Linked DNA regions of Gossypium hirsutum: region 1 is linked to region 2. The links are chromatin contacts, called in public Hi-C maps. All regions are on one chromosome and are shown on one strand. Each heading gives the region's core, a stretch centred on a gene start, on an enhancer-like site or on the middle of the called end of the contact. The rest is flanking DNA. Distances are from core to core; before and after follow the strand shown. Region 1 overlaps LOC121212495 (a long non-coding RNA gene). Region 2 holds the start of LOC107894479 (aspartic proteinase nepenthesin-1).

Region 1 (6,703 bases), core at 3,706-6,205, 130 kb after region 2:
CATTGCACCTCATTCGTTATTTTGTTCGCACTTTAGTGTAACTTGCTTCCCTTCTAATGTTATTATTTCTTATCTTTTAGAAGATTTCTTAGTAAAGGATTAGTGTCATGCAGTTTTCGAGATTTGTGGTATAAATTTTGTCCATCGGAAAAGTTATTCCATCTCATTTTTAGTGGAAGTCTTAAGAAGTAATTGCCACTTTCAATATACTTGTAACCTCATTCTTGCTACTGGCTGAAAGTAAGTCAATCATCCTACTAATTTGGAAAAACAAATTTTGACTTATAATGACTTTATCTGTCAATATAATATTTGTTTTTTAGATTTCCTGACATCTGTTCAAGATCATGCTACTTTTCATCCAAACCAACTAACTGACTAAATGTAACAATTCACCCTTTATTAAATCATTTAATTTAGAAAATTGCACTTTGGAAATTTCTTTCCAAACCCATTGTAACCATCCATTGGCAACTTATATAAGAGCCAATGATGATTTATGATCAATAGATGACTCCATGTAATGGGAGAAGGCTTAGTTGTTGTCTGACTGCTGATTTTTTCAATTTAGACCAAAGCTAAAGTCTGATTTCCTTATTCTCTCTTTATGGATTTACAAAAATATATTGTCACTTGCTAATAGAATAATAGGATTTCTTTAAAATGCCTTCTTTGCAGCATTTGGCACAGAGGAATGCTTCTTTATTGAGCAAGCCTGCGGTGACACTTCTGGTGCTTGAAATTGTCAACTATCGTCTGCTTCCACCGTACAGGTGATCTTCTGCATGGTTCATTCAGCCAAGATACTCCTCTCCCTTCTGCTGGTCATAGCATGTGATAGTATTTAGAATGGAATTTGCAGTTTCAGATTGAGCTTTCTGATTCCTGAGGATTTCTGTGCCCTTTGCTTTATATTGCTATTGCTTTATATTTCTCTGATCATTTTCCAGCTCCAGATCTCCTTGATCTTTCCTAGATCAGTTCCATGCCCCATACTTCACTGAAAGTTCAATGGAAATCAATTGCCAATGAGGACATTGTTTAAATTGGCTGCTATTTTGTTTGCAAATACAATTCTTATTTATGTGCAATTCACTTGTTGAATGCTATTAGCATTTAACAATTTCAGATTAATGCCGTAGATGTTTCATTTCAATAATGCTATTATGTGATCAGATTCTTCTGGACACCAAAACTTGAGATACTCCTATACTTATGTTCAAAGTAGAATGAAGAAAATATAGACATCTAGCTACTCAATTCTCACTTGTCTGCAATTTCTAGCAGTCGAAGTAATCATATTTATCATGCTTGTTATAAGGTTTGGATGGAGTTTTGAGGGATTCACCGTTACAAATGTTATATACTCTTCCATTGCAGGTGTAGAGATCCCCAAGTTTGTTAACACCGTCACTCCTCAATACAAACCAAAATTTGATGAATTGGTGAGAATCAACAGGATAATTGACTCTCTTTTACCCTGTCTCCAAGTTTTTTCCTCGAATGATGTGCTATTTATTTGTGGTTATAGCTTGTAGAATTGAAAGAGGCAGAGGAGAAATCCTTGAAAGAGTCTGAGCGATTGGAGAAAGAAATTGCCGAGGTTCAAGAACTTAAGGTAATAAATAAAACAATGCCGGAATGTGTGTTGTTGTGTTCCAAATCACAATTGCTGAATTTTTTATCTTTTTTTATGAACAGCAAAAAATCAGCACCATGACCGCAGACGAGTACTTTGAGAAACATCCAGAGCTTAAAAAGAAATTCGATGATGAGATCCGGAATGACTACTGGGGCTATTGACATCTTTGTGAATTTAATGGCCAAGCTTTTGGTCTCGACTAGAATTTCTAAACCGTTTCTGTTGTTTTAATCCCTTTTTCTCTTGTGCGGTGATCTGGGTTGGAAAGATTAGGCTGTAATGATAAGAAAATAATTGTGTGAGAAAAATTTATCCAATCATTTGAGAAACAAGGTGGATCTTGTAAGACATGCATTCTATTTAGCAGGCATCCGCAGTCATACTTTTATGGCAAAATTTTTACTGTTTGCCCTCTTCATTCCATTCTGTTTTATGTTTATTATTTGAATATTATCTAGATACAATTGAATTTGGACACCTATTTATCTTGATCCATTCTATATGTATTTTTTAATAAGTGGCTATTTATATTATTAGTATTTTGAAATTTTAAATTTTATAAATTAATATAAAAAAGGTTTTTACATCAAGAATGAATTTATTGATTCAAGTGCATCTAGACAATCATTTATCCAAATTCATCGGGACGTGCTTTTTAGTTCTTTTTAATATTAATTATTTTAAATTGTATAAATTCATATAAGAAATTTTATTATCAAGAATTTTATGAAATTATATATTATTATTAAATTATATGTAATAATAATTATTTTAAATTATACAAATTCATGTAAGATAATTTATTAGTTATAATTATTTTAAATTTTATTAAATCATATATTTTAATTAAAATATATTTAATATTAATTATTTCAAATTATCTTTTATGGTATCATATATTATGATTTGAGTAAATTCATATAAGAATATTAATTATTAAGAATTTTATTAAATTATATATTTTAATTATAATATATTTAATAATAATTATGTTTAAATATGATTAAAATATTTATTATTGATAATAATAATCTTATTAAAATTTAAATAATAATAACAATAATCATTTACCAAAACAAATTTATGCTAAGGGTATTCTAGTCATTTTAGTTTTTTCCACTATGCTATTACACCTCTATTCCATTACATTCAACCAAACAGTTGATTTGCTATTACACCTCTAATCCAATACACTTCTAATCCAATACACCTCTAATCCAATACAGCGAACCAAACGCACCCTTAGGGTTTGGATTTACCTTGTGAAAGCTTTTGGGTTCATCATTTGATAGAAGCCACTAATTCCAATTTTAAGGAATCCTTTGACTGACCCAAATTATTACCGTTCTGCACCCTCTAGTATGGTCACTTGTTTCCTTATTTTAGTTTCCAGTTTCCAAGCTCAATTTTTGTAAATTTCATTACTGTTCTTAAATTCTCTATCAATTTTGCAAAGTATTTTCTTTAAAGTTAGACGTACATTTCAGATTATTTTTAATATAAAATGATATTTTATACAACATTAAAAGGTTCTTTTTAATAACTCATATAATCAATTAAATTATAAATTTTAGTTAATATATTAAGAAAGCCATTAAAGCAACATTAAAATTAAAGATATAATGATTTATTTAGCCTTTTAACTTTATAAAAAATAATTTTAGCCCTCCATTTAATTTTTGTCTATTTTACCTCTTAAACTTGTGGTTTTTTTTTTCAAATCACCTTACAATGAGGGAAAATGTTAATATTTTTAACTTTGCTGACACGACATACACGTGAATTGCCACATGAATGACACATTATATTTAATTAATTTTTTAAAATTTTAAAAATTCAAAAAATTCAAAAAATATTTTTAAAAATTAAAAATCATTAAAATTATTTAAAATATAAAATTATAAAAAATATTTTTTAACATTTTTAAATTTTTAAAAAAGTAATTAAATATCTGTATGTCATTCACATGACAATTCATGTGTATGCCACATCAGCATAATTAATAAATGTTAATTTTTTCATCCATTTTGGAATAATTTTAAAAAACTCATTCAAAAATTAAATTGATAACTAGAATAAATTTTTATTTTTAAAATTGGAGGCTCAAAAAAAATATTATGGAAAGTTTACATTACACAAAAAGTTTGCCGCTTTGGCACGTCTTTGTCTGTCGTTTTATGACACGATTTATTCTTGTTCCTTGTTTCTCTACTGTCTTATTTTCCTCTGGATTTTTGAGTCTTTCAGTGTTCTAACGACTTGCTTTTCAGTTCGGTGGGGATGGTTTTTTAGTTAATAACAGGAATGGATTGGGGAATAGCCGATCTAAATCTGAATGATGGTGAAGATGAGGCGTTTTCTTTACCAGTTGATTCTAAAGAACAAAATGTGATGTATGATTTCTATTTGATGGGGTGTTATCTTACTGCTAGTGTGGTGCATTTTCCTGCAATGAGAAATACTATGGCTAATATTTGGCATCCTTTGAAGGGTGTGCAAATTTCTGATCTGGGGGAGAAACGCTTTCTTTTTAATTTTTTTAATGAGGTGGATATTTCTCGGGTTATTTCAGGCGCTCCATGGACTTTTAATAATCACCTTCTGGTTTTCCATCGTCTCGTGGAGTGTGAAGATCCTATGGCATTCCTGTTGGTATTTGCAGACTGGTGGATTCAGGTTCAAGATCTGCCTCCAAGTTTCTTCAGGGATTCTATGGCAGTTCAGTTTGGAAATTTTATTGGAAAATTTCTAGAATACGACATGAAGCAGTTGTCCAATGGGTATATGAATTATATGCGGATTCGAGTCCAGCTTAATGTTCGAAAATCTTTACCAAGACAAAAGAAAATTAAGATTTCGGAGTCCAAGTTCACTTATGCAAAGTTTAAGTATGAAAAGTTAACTCTATTCCATTTTTTATATGGATGTCTTGGTCATGGAGATAATTTCTGTCCGATGAGGTTACAATATGGAATGCAGGAATTAGAGATGGGCTAGGACCTGTCACTGAGAACTCAAGGGAGAAAGGCCTCCATTGTCAACAGCATCTGGTTGAGGGGAGAAGGAGAAAACAGTTTTTTTGGAAAGTCTAGATTTGGGCAATTTTCTAGCCAACAATCAAGCAAAAATAAAGGGAGAGAATCAGGAGGAAATTTTAATTTCCCTCTTGGAATTAATTTGGAAGGTACCAAATTTCCTGTCGTGTTGAATGAGTACCAACAAGGAAATAATTTTCACCATAATGAAGATAAGGATTTGGAACGTGGAAAAAGTCAAATATCTGGCCTGCGCTTTATGAGGATGCCCAAAGGGCAACTTTAGGTGGGCTGGGCCATTTGTAGGGGGTAGGGGTGGCAATTATGGATTGTGAGCTAGAGGATGAAACTTTTATTAATGAGGAAGGAAAAAAAAGGCAGAGATTTAACGTTTTGATCTTTAATATTTCTAACACTCAAGATTCATTGGAGGTTACAGGGGAGAATTCTTCTCATTCTAAATAGATATCGTCGGCTGTCATTGGGCATACCAATCGAAGGCAATAAAAATTATGTGCTGGAATATTTGAGGATTGGGGAGTCCGCGAGCAGTTAGAAAACTTCAGAGTATGCTGAAGTTTTATCATCCCCAAATTATCTTCTTTATGGAGACTAAATTGAGTGCTACAAAGATGGAGGTTGTTAGAAGGTGTGGATTCTTTAATGGTGTAGACGGCAAAAGGTTTTAGAGGAAGCTTACGCCTTGGATGGAATGGGAATAACTTAGTTAATTTGCAGAGTTTCTTAAAGAATCATATTGATGGTGAGATTCAAGAAGAAGAAAATTCTCGATGGCGATTCATTGGATTTACGGGGCTCTAGAGGTTAGGAATAAATCGGAGACATGGGAGTTACTTCAAAGATTAGGGAGGAATACCTTATTGCCATGGTTGGTTGGGGGGACTTCAATGATATTCTTTTCACTCACGAAAAATTAAGGAGGTTTGCTAATGGAGGAGGCTCGAATGGAGGTCTTTCGTATAACATTGGAAGATTGTTGACTGAAGGATATAGGTTTTTCGGGAGCTTGGTTCACATGGTTCACATGGCAAAGAGGTAGAACTGTAGAACGGATATTAGAGAAAGAATTGATAGAGGAGTTGCCAATGATGATTGGCTTCAACAATTCCCAAAGTACACCTTGAGGTATTTTCCACATTCTTTCTCAGATCATTGTCCTTTGTTCATTGAAACAGAGGATGTCAGGATGGGTGGACAATCCGATAGATTTCGTTTTGAAGTCTGGTGGGTTTTGGAAGAGTAGTGTTAAGAGGAGGTAAGAAAGTTATGGGAGGGTAGTTTTGGTTCTTTTTTATCTTGAATGGTAACCATGGTAACTAATTTGCAAGTTTGGTGGAACAAAATTAAGAACAAAAGAGGGAGGGAAGTGAAACGGTTGACTAGGAGATTGGAGAAACTAAACTGTGAGGAGATTTCAGAAGAGAACTTGGGAGAAATAGTCGAGGTCAAACTTCATTTGAATATGGAGATGGACAAGGAGGAAAAATATTGGGAGCAACGTGTAAGAGCAAATTGGTTAAAAATGGGCAACAAGAACACTTTATTTTTTCATAAATTTGCTTCCCAAAGAAAACATGTCAATCGAATCAAGGGTTTGCAAAGAAGGGATGGATATCTTATTACAGATGATAAGGAGGCGGAGAGTATTGCTCATGAGTATTTTTCGAATCTTTTTGCATCTAGAGGTGTTGGGGATTTGAAACATATTCTTTCTGGGGTACATTCATGTGTGTTGGATCAAATGAACCAAAGCTTGACGGCCACTTAAAAGGAGGAAATAATTGAGGCTTTGAAAAGCATGGGGCCTACAAAAGCCTTGGGTGCTGATGGTTTTCCGGTAATTTTCCACCAGAAGTGCTAACACATTATTGGTAAGGATGTTTGCATTTTTTGTTTAGATATTCTGAATAACATCAAATCTTTGGAGGATATAAACAAAACCCAATTAGTGTTGACTCCCAAGACTGCTAATCCTAGCAATCTAAAGAATTTTCGCCCCATTAGT
Region 2 (6,289 bases), core at 2,028-4,527:
AAATTTATAATTTTCTTAAAACCAAGCTTTGTAATATTTATATCTATAAACTTTTTTATTGAAATTATATCGATGTTTAGTAAGAAAATGGTCTGGTCATTTCCCAACTTTCAACTGGTCGATTTTATTCGTTATCCTCGAATCCCAAATTTCTTTGAGTGGGGATTCAAACAAATTGAACCAAGTGCACAAAATATTTTTTTCTTAACTTTCAACGGAAAAGTTAATTCTCTCTATAAACTGAAAATGGTCTAGGTCATTTCCCAACTTTCAACTGGTCGATCTTACTCGTTATCCTCAAATCCCAAATTTTTTTGAGTGGGGATTCAAACAAATTGAAACAAGTGCACAAAATATTTTTTTTTCTTAATTTTCAATGAGAAAGTTAATTCTCCCTATAAATTGAAAACTATGAGTATTTTTTTCCAAAAAATAAAATTTATCCTTAAAAATTAATTTCCATTATATTTCGACATAATATCAGTACTACATAACGTGTGTAATGAATGTATTTTTTCGTTAAATATAAAAGATCATTTAGAAATTAATTTAATTTTTTGAATTATTATTTAATTAATTATAATTAAATAATTGAGTTTAAAGTGAGAATTAAATTAATAAGTATCAATAAATTTATTGAATAAGACAATTAAATTAATTTCCTTTTGAATTCTAATACAGTAAATTATGACTTTAACCAAATTGGATATGGATTGAGAAAATAATTTAATTGAGAAATTAATATAATTAATTAATATTTTGAAAAATAAAAAAATAATTATTGGGTTAGATAAATTATAAGTGTTGGATAAAAGTCCAAATAACACATATAGTTATACTAAATACATGAAAGACTCAAATTACGCCTAGTTGATTGATAGATGAGACAAACCCTAGTATTTACAAGGGAGTGTTGCAGCTCCTCCTAGATTCTACTTAGAGTAAAATTTCTATTTTCTATGAATTATTATTATTTAATTAGACCTTATTCGAACAGAAATCTTGTATTGGTTCTATATAAATTTATATTTAACGAAAAAATACATTCATTACATGTGGTGATACATCTGATTTCTTTCCATTACTTAAAAATTAAAAGAATTGAGTGAACCCCTTTATTAGATGGGTAGAAAAAAAATTAATATAGATGATTCGGTCAAGAATAATTCGCACTTGGCATCCATCAGGGGTTGCAAAGAAGCGACGGCAAGTGGATTATTGGATTCAGTGGTTAGATCAACATTAACTCAATTTTCTGTGCAAAATTAAGGGTTATGGTCGATAGTCTCACTGTTGCTTAGTAAGCTGGTTTCCGCGTGGTACAGCTGGATAGTGATTGTTTTACTGCCATAGACTTCATTATGGGCGACAACAATGGTCTTGAAGCTCGACGCATTTTGGTGCGTTGGAGATTGGCAAGTGAAGTTCAAGCACATTTTCTGAGACGCTAATAAGGTTGTGAATATCACATGATAAAAATGAGCACTACCTATGACTTCTACTTTTATAAATTTGGAAAATCACCTATAAAAATTCCTAAATAGTTTTAGAATGATTTTGAAAAGGCAGTGCATTTATATCCGATAAAATTGAAAATAATGATAGAGGTAAGAGATATATCTGTACCACAATCACCACCCACCTAAAAGGGTACTTGATAGTGGTGTGTGCAATTCTGTTTGTGATGTTTAAATTTTAGGCTCTCTCCATTTCAAGGAAAAGAAAAAGACTGACCTTGAACAAAACTTTAATACTCTTATTATAATTAATATGTAAAGGCTCAAGAATACATGTAAGAGAAACTATCATGAAATTGGCAGAAAGAAAATTTTGAATTTAGTGAAAACTTTCCGAATGATTAAAAATAAATAAACTTGTTTGTCTGGATTCAATCATGCAATATCATTCATACAATTTTCATCAGCAAATTCGAGTACACCCCTTCCCCCATCGTAAATGATACGTTTATTTTGTTGCTGCCATGCTCCAAGAACAGAAACCGAACTTCCTTTTAATATTCCTACGCAGAAAAAATTAGGGGCAATAACATGCATATATTGCCCATTGACGGTGTAAACAGATTCATCAAAATGGAACGTTAAAGTTGCAAATTCATCAAAATTTGGTGGACGCTCATAACATAGTTCAAATCCTTCTGGACTTGCCCCTGTTTGTTTAAGATATTTTGACCCATAGTAAGCAGCAAACCCCTTTAGTACTTCAGCATATGCATTCCCTGCCAGTGCATCAGCATCAATATGAGTGAACAAAGCTCCAGAGTCTATGAAGAAACCCCCCAACCCATTTGGCTTAATCTGAAAAATAGATGGTGGAAATCCTATACGATGACCTGCAACAGATATGTCTTTCAATCCCAAGTAGAAAAAATAAGATGTGGGAGAGGCTATCAACTGTGTTGATCCAACACTTTGTGGAGGCAGTTGTGGAATGTCTTCTCCAAACCTTAAAACCAAAGGACGAGGGGTTACATCATCAAAAGGGGCTAAACAGTACGAGAATCGATGTTGAATCAAAGCCGAAAACTGGGATGCCATTGAATCCGGTGAGAAGCTTAACCCGAAGATCCCTGAAATGTCAGTGTTCATAAAAGCAATATCCCGACTATCATACGAGCAGCCAAAGATGACGTTGAACGGGTGCGTACTATGTTGGTCGACAAAGAAATGAAATGCTTCCGTGGACGCAATGGCACTGGTAGAGGCTCCACCACTGTATTGAGCATTGTACACACAATAACGACCATGTTCACAATTGTAGAGTCTCCGGTCGCCGTTGCAAAAAGGATGGCTGCAAGGAAGTGTGGCATAACTGGTGGAAGCAGCGGGATTATAAATTGGAAGCTTTTGTGGGAAACAATTTGGGCAAGGCAGACATTGGGTCCAAATTAAACCACCTCCAGTGTCCATCAACAACTTCACTGGATGTCCTTGGCTTCCTATTGTAAACGCTACCGCATAGTAGAGAGCATCTCGGAGCATGGGTATCCGAATATTATCAGGAACTAGCTTTGCATCACCACTTGAAACTAGATTCAAATAATTAACCCTAGAATAGGAAATTTTGATCAATCTTTCTAGCCTTTCGGCTATAGTCAAGTTTTCAATAAGATATAATGGAGACTCTGGAGAATCATCTATGACAGCCCTTAGACTGAAACCAGTAGGTTTTGAAGTAACAAATGCAGAATGGTATAGAATTGACGTTACCAAGAGGCAAAACAGCAATTTAGAATTGATAAAACCAAGGGTTGAAGGCATTTTTGAAAAGAAAAAGTATGGCTACCATACGATTGTGCCATTGGTGTTTATATACAATACAATTATTGATTGATGATACTACTTGGTATAATGAAAAATTAAATGACAAGAACCTATCTATTGTATTAATGATATCATTTGTTACCAAAAATGCGGACCCAAATTTAGGGAAAAAAACTCTTAAAATTGAACATTCTGCCACAATTGTTAAGTTCATATATGGATAAGAATCCTCCATTTTCTTATATGTTTATTTACCAAAGAAAGAATGAATGATTCAAGTGAAGAACTTGGGCTGATGAGGGAGATGGGCCTTGATTCTATAAATGCGAATGAGGTGGTTGAAGCTGGGCTTAATGAAGAAACGAGGCCTCAAGGGTTGCTACAGGTTGAGAGTGAAAGGGTAAACGGTAAGGGAAGCGGGAGAAGAAAGAGTTGTGAAATTTCCAGTGTGCCTAAAACTCCGATTTTGTCAAGAAAGACCAAGTATATGTTAATAGAAATGTGAGGTATACTGATGACATTGAATACCAGTTTTTAACTTCACTAGAAAAGAAGAAGAAAGACTGAAAGAGGCCAAGAAGAAAAAATATAGTGGAAAAAAATATTCAAGCAAGGAGATTAATTACGGACAGAATGGTAAATATTCAAAAAAAAAATATTATATTTCATAATAAGGGTACTGTTTTTCAACACTTCATAATACATAACTTAGCAATAAACTAATTTCGTTTGATAATTTTTAATCACTCGTGTAAAAAAAAATTATACTTATTTGGAAGAAATTTTATTTTTTATCAAAATTTTACTTTTTTTTAAAATTTTTAATTTAAATTTTTACTACTTTATCTTTTATGTTAAGGGAAAAATATAAAATTGGTACCTAAACTTATCCACTTCTCCCAAATTAGTACTTTATGATTTTATTGTCATAGGTTGGTATCCAAACTTTTTTTCCGTCAACTAAATCGGTACTTTTTTATAACGTCGTTATGTTCAAGATAGATAACAGAATAATATTGTGACACATGACATTAATGACGTTATAATAATGTTGTAATCTAAATAATATATTTTAACAACTATTCTATTTTCTTTCCATTTTTTCCTTCTTTTTCTCAGTATTCCTTTATTCTCCCAGTTTCCTTTGTTCTTTTTTGCTCTACTAAACATGTTTGTTTTCAATGGTTGATTTCATTTCCTCTCCTTCACCATTTTCTATTGTTGTTGCTGCTTGTTCTTTGTTCGAAAAGTCGATTGCGTTAACAACTTCATGTTCGACGTTGACATCTTCTATCGAAGGAGTACTTAACAACGGTGTCGAAGACAGTTATTGTATTTGTCTCAAGCCTTACACTGTACAAGACCCTACCAATACATGAATCATTACTCTTTGGCTTCTCTTTTGATTCAATTGTTCATTAAGCTCAAATTAACGCTATCACACTAAACCCATTCCAAATCAGCTAAAATTAAAATCTCAAGAAAGAAAGAAAAATGAAAAAACAAAGCAAGGAGAAGAGAATTGGTGAAAAAGTGAATGGGTTGTTGAGAAATAGGCCTTTGTGGAAAGAAACAACGTGGTCATACTCGAAACAGAGGCAACCTTGGCAGTTACTGAAACGCTTGCAGACGATGTTACCGACAGCATCTTTGCACCATCGCTTGGGATGACGACCATGAGCAGTTTGTAAAAAAAATATTTAATATATTTTTATTAATTATAACATCATGATGTTATTAATACAACATGTGACAATATTATTTTGTCACATATCCTGAACTTAACGGTGTTACAAAAAAGTATTAATTTATTTGATAGAAAAAATTTCAGATACCAACTTGAAAAAATAAAAAATAAAAAATATCAATCTAAAAGAAATGGACAAATTTAGATACCAATTTTATATTTTTTCCCTTCAGGTAAACTATTTCAATACTTATAATTAAAACTTTTACTTATGTTAATACTTTAGGTAACCAAAACGATTAAGTATTATAGATTTGTAAATTAAAGAAGAATTGATTCCTCCAACTAAGGCACAACACATTTTTTAGTCCGAATCAAAATCTACTAGTCAATCCAATTGTTTTTGTTTTTATTTTTAACTTTTCTTTAGGCCTCAAAAAAATACATACATTTCTTCACTTTATTTATATAAGCTTAAGAGTTCAAACAATATAACATTAAGGGATAATGGCAAACCTGCCCTCTATATTTTAGTAAAACTTTCCATGTGTACCTAAAGTTTCTAAGGGCTTATTTAGTAATGTCTAAAAAAAACACTTTTGGCTTGAAAAATATTTTTGAAATAAAAGAAGTGTTAAACAAGCTGTTTTTGGTTGAATTTTTTTTCCTTTTCAAATACACTTATGAAAAACACTTTTGGAAATGAGAAACTAAAATTTTTAGCTTTTCCTCTTCTAAAAGTACTTTTGGTGCTTAATTATTTTTTTACCCCTCCGACAACATAGTACTTTCCCTTCCCTGTTTTTTCTTGAGGCTTAATTATAAATGTACTAAAATCATTAATTAAAAATAAAAAAAGTATATTTTAAAATAATGCAAATATGTTAATATCTAATTATAAATATTTAATGATTATATTTAAATATTTAAAATATAGTTTATATATTCTAATTAAATTTTATAAATAATTAATATTTATTGCTTAAAAATATTTAAAATTTATATTCATATATTAAAATATTAACAACAAGTTATAATAAATTATTTTTTATATGCTTACTAAAATATAATAATATTAACCAATTTAAATATTATTTAAATGCATATTTGTTACTTGATAATATCATGTCTAAGATGGACATTTTATTTCTTAAAAGCACTTTTTGACAACAGTACTGAACACTCAAATCTTAAACCAAAATTTTCAAAAGATTTTTTCACAACACTTTTTAAAAGCATTGTTAAACTAGCCCTAAATATCTAGCGTGTCCCTATTCTTTGCTTCCATCTTCCAAAAAAATACTTGGATCTAATGGCATTA

The links. A called contact is a pair of places that touch in the nucleus more often than the background predicts.
Region 1: a Hi-C map of leaf shows a contact between it and region 2, with 2.3 times the contacts expected there. The contact joins the enhancer-like site here to the promoter of LOC107894479 in region 2.

Annotation. Positions count from the first base shown.
Region 1 is chrA13:95,173,111-95,179,813 of Gossypium_hirsutum_v2.1, forward strand. It overlaps LOC121212495 (a long non-coding RNA gene), which reads right to left. Exons shown (of 4, transcript XR_005907743.1): 4 at 388-1,000. LOC107894478 (mediator of RNA polymerase II transcription subunit 23-like) reads left to right here. Exons shown (of 2, transcript XM_016819750.2): 2 at 1-103. The coding sequence ends at 103. LOC107893519 (ATP synthase subunit d, mitochondrial-like) reads left to right here and starts at 1,034. Exons shown (of 3, transcript XM_016818542.2): 1 at 1,034-1,445; 2 at 1,532-1,618; 3 at 1,702-1,971. The coding sequence starts at 1,308. The coding sequence ends at 1,803. Within about 2 kb of position 4,956, at least 8 of the 9 cell types and tissues checked have an H3K27ac peak or open chromatin away from gene starts, as enhancers often do. A contact at or near this core is called in leaf, where this site is marked.
Region 2 is chrA13:95,040,905-95,047,193 of Gossypium_hirsutum_v2.1, forward strand. It overlaps LOC107894479 (aspartic proteinase nepenthesin-1), which reads right to left and starts at 3,278. Exons shown (of 1, transcript XM_016819751.1): 1 at 1,893-3,278. The coding sequence starts at 3,278. The coding sequence ends at 1,893.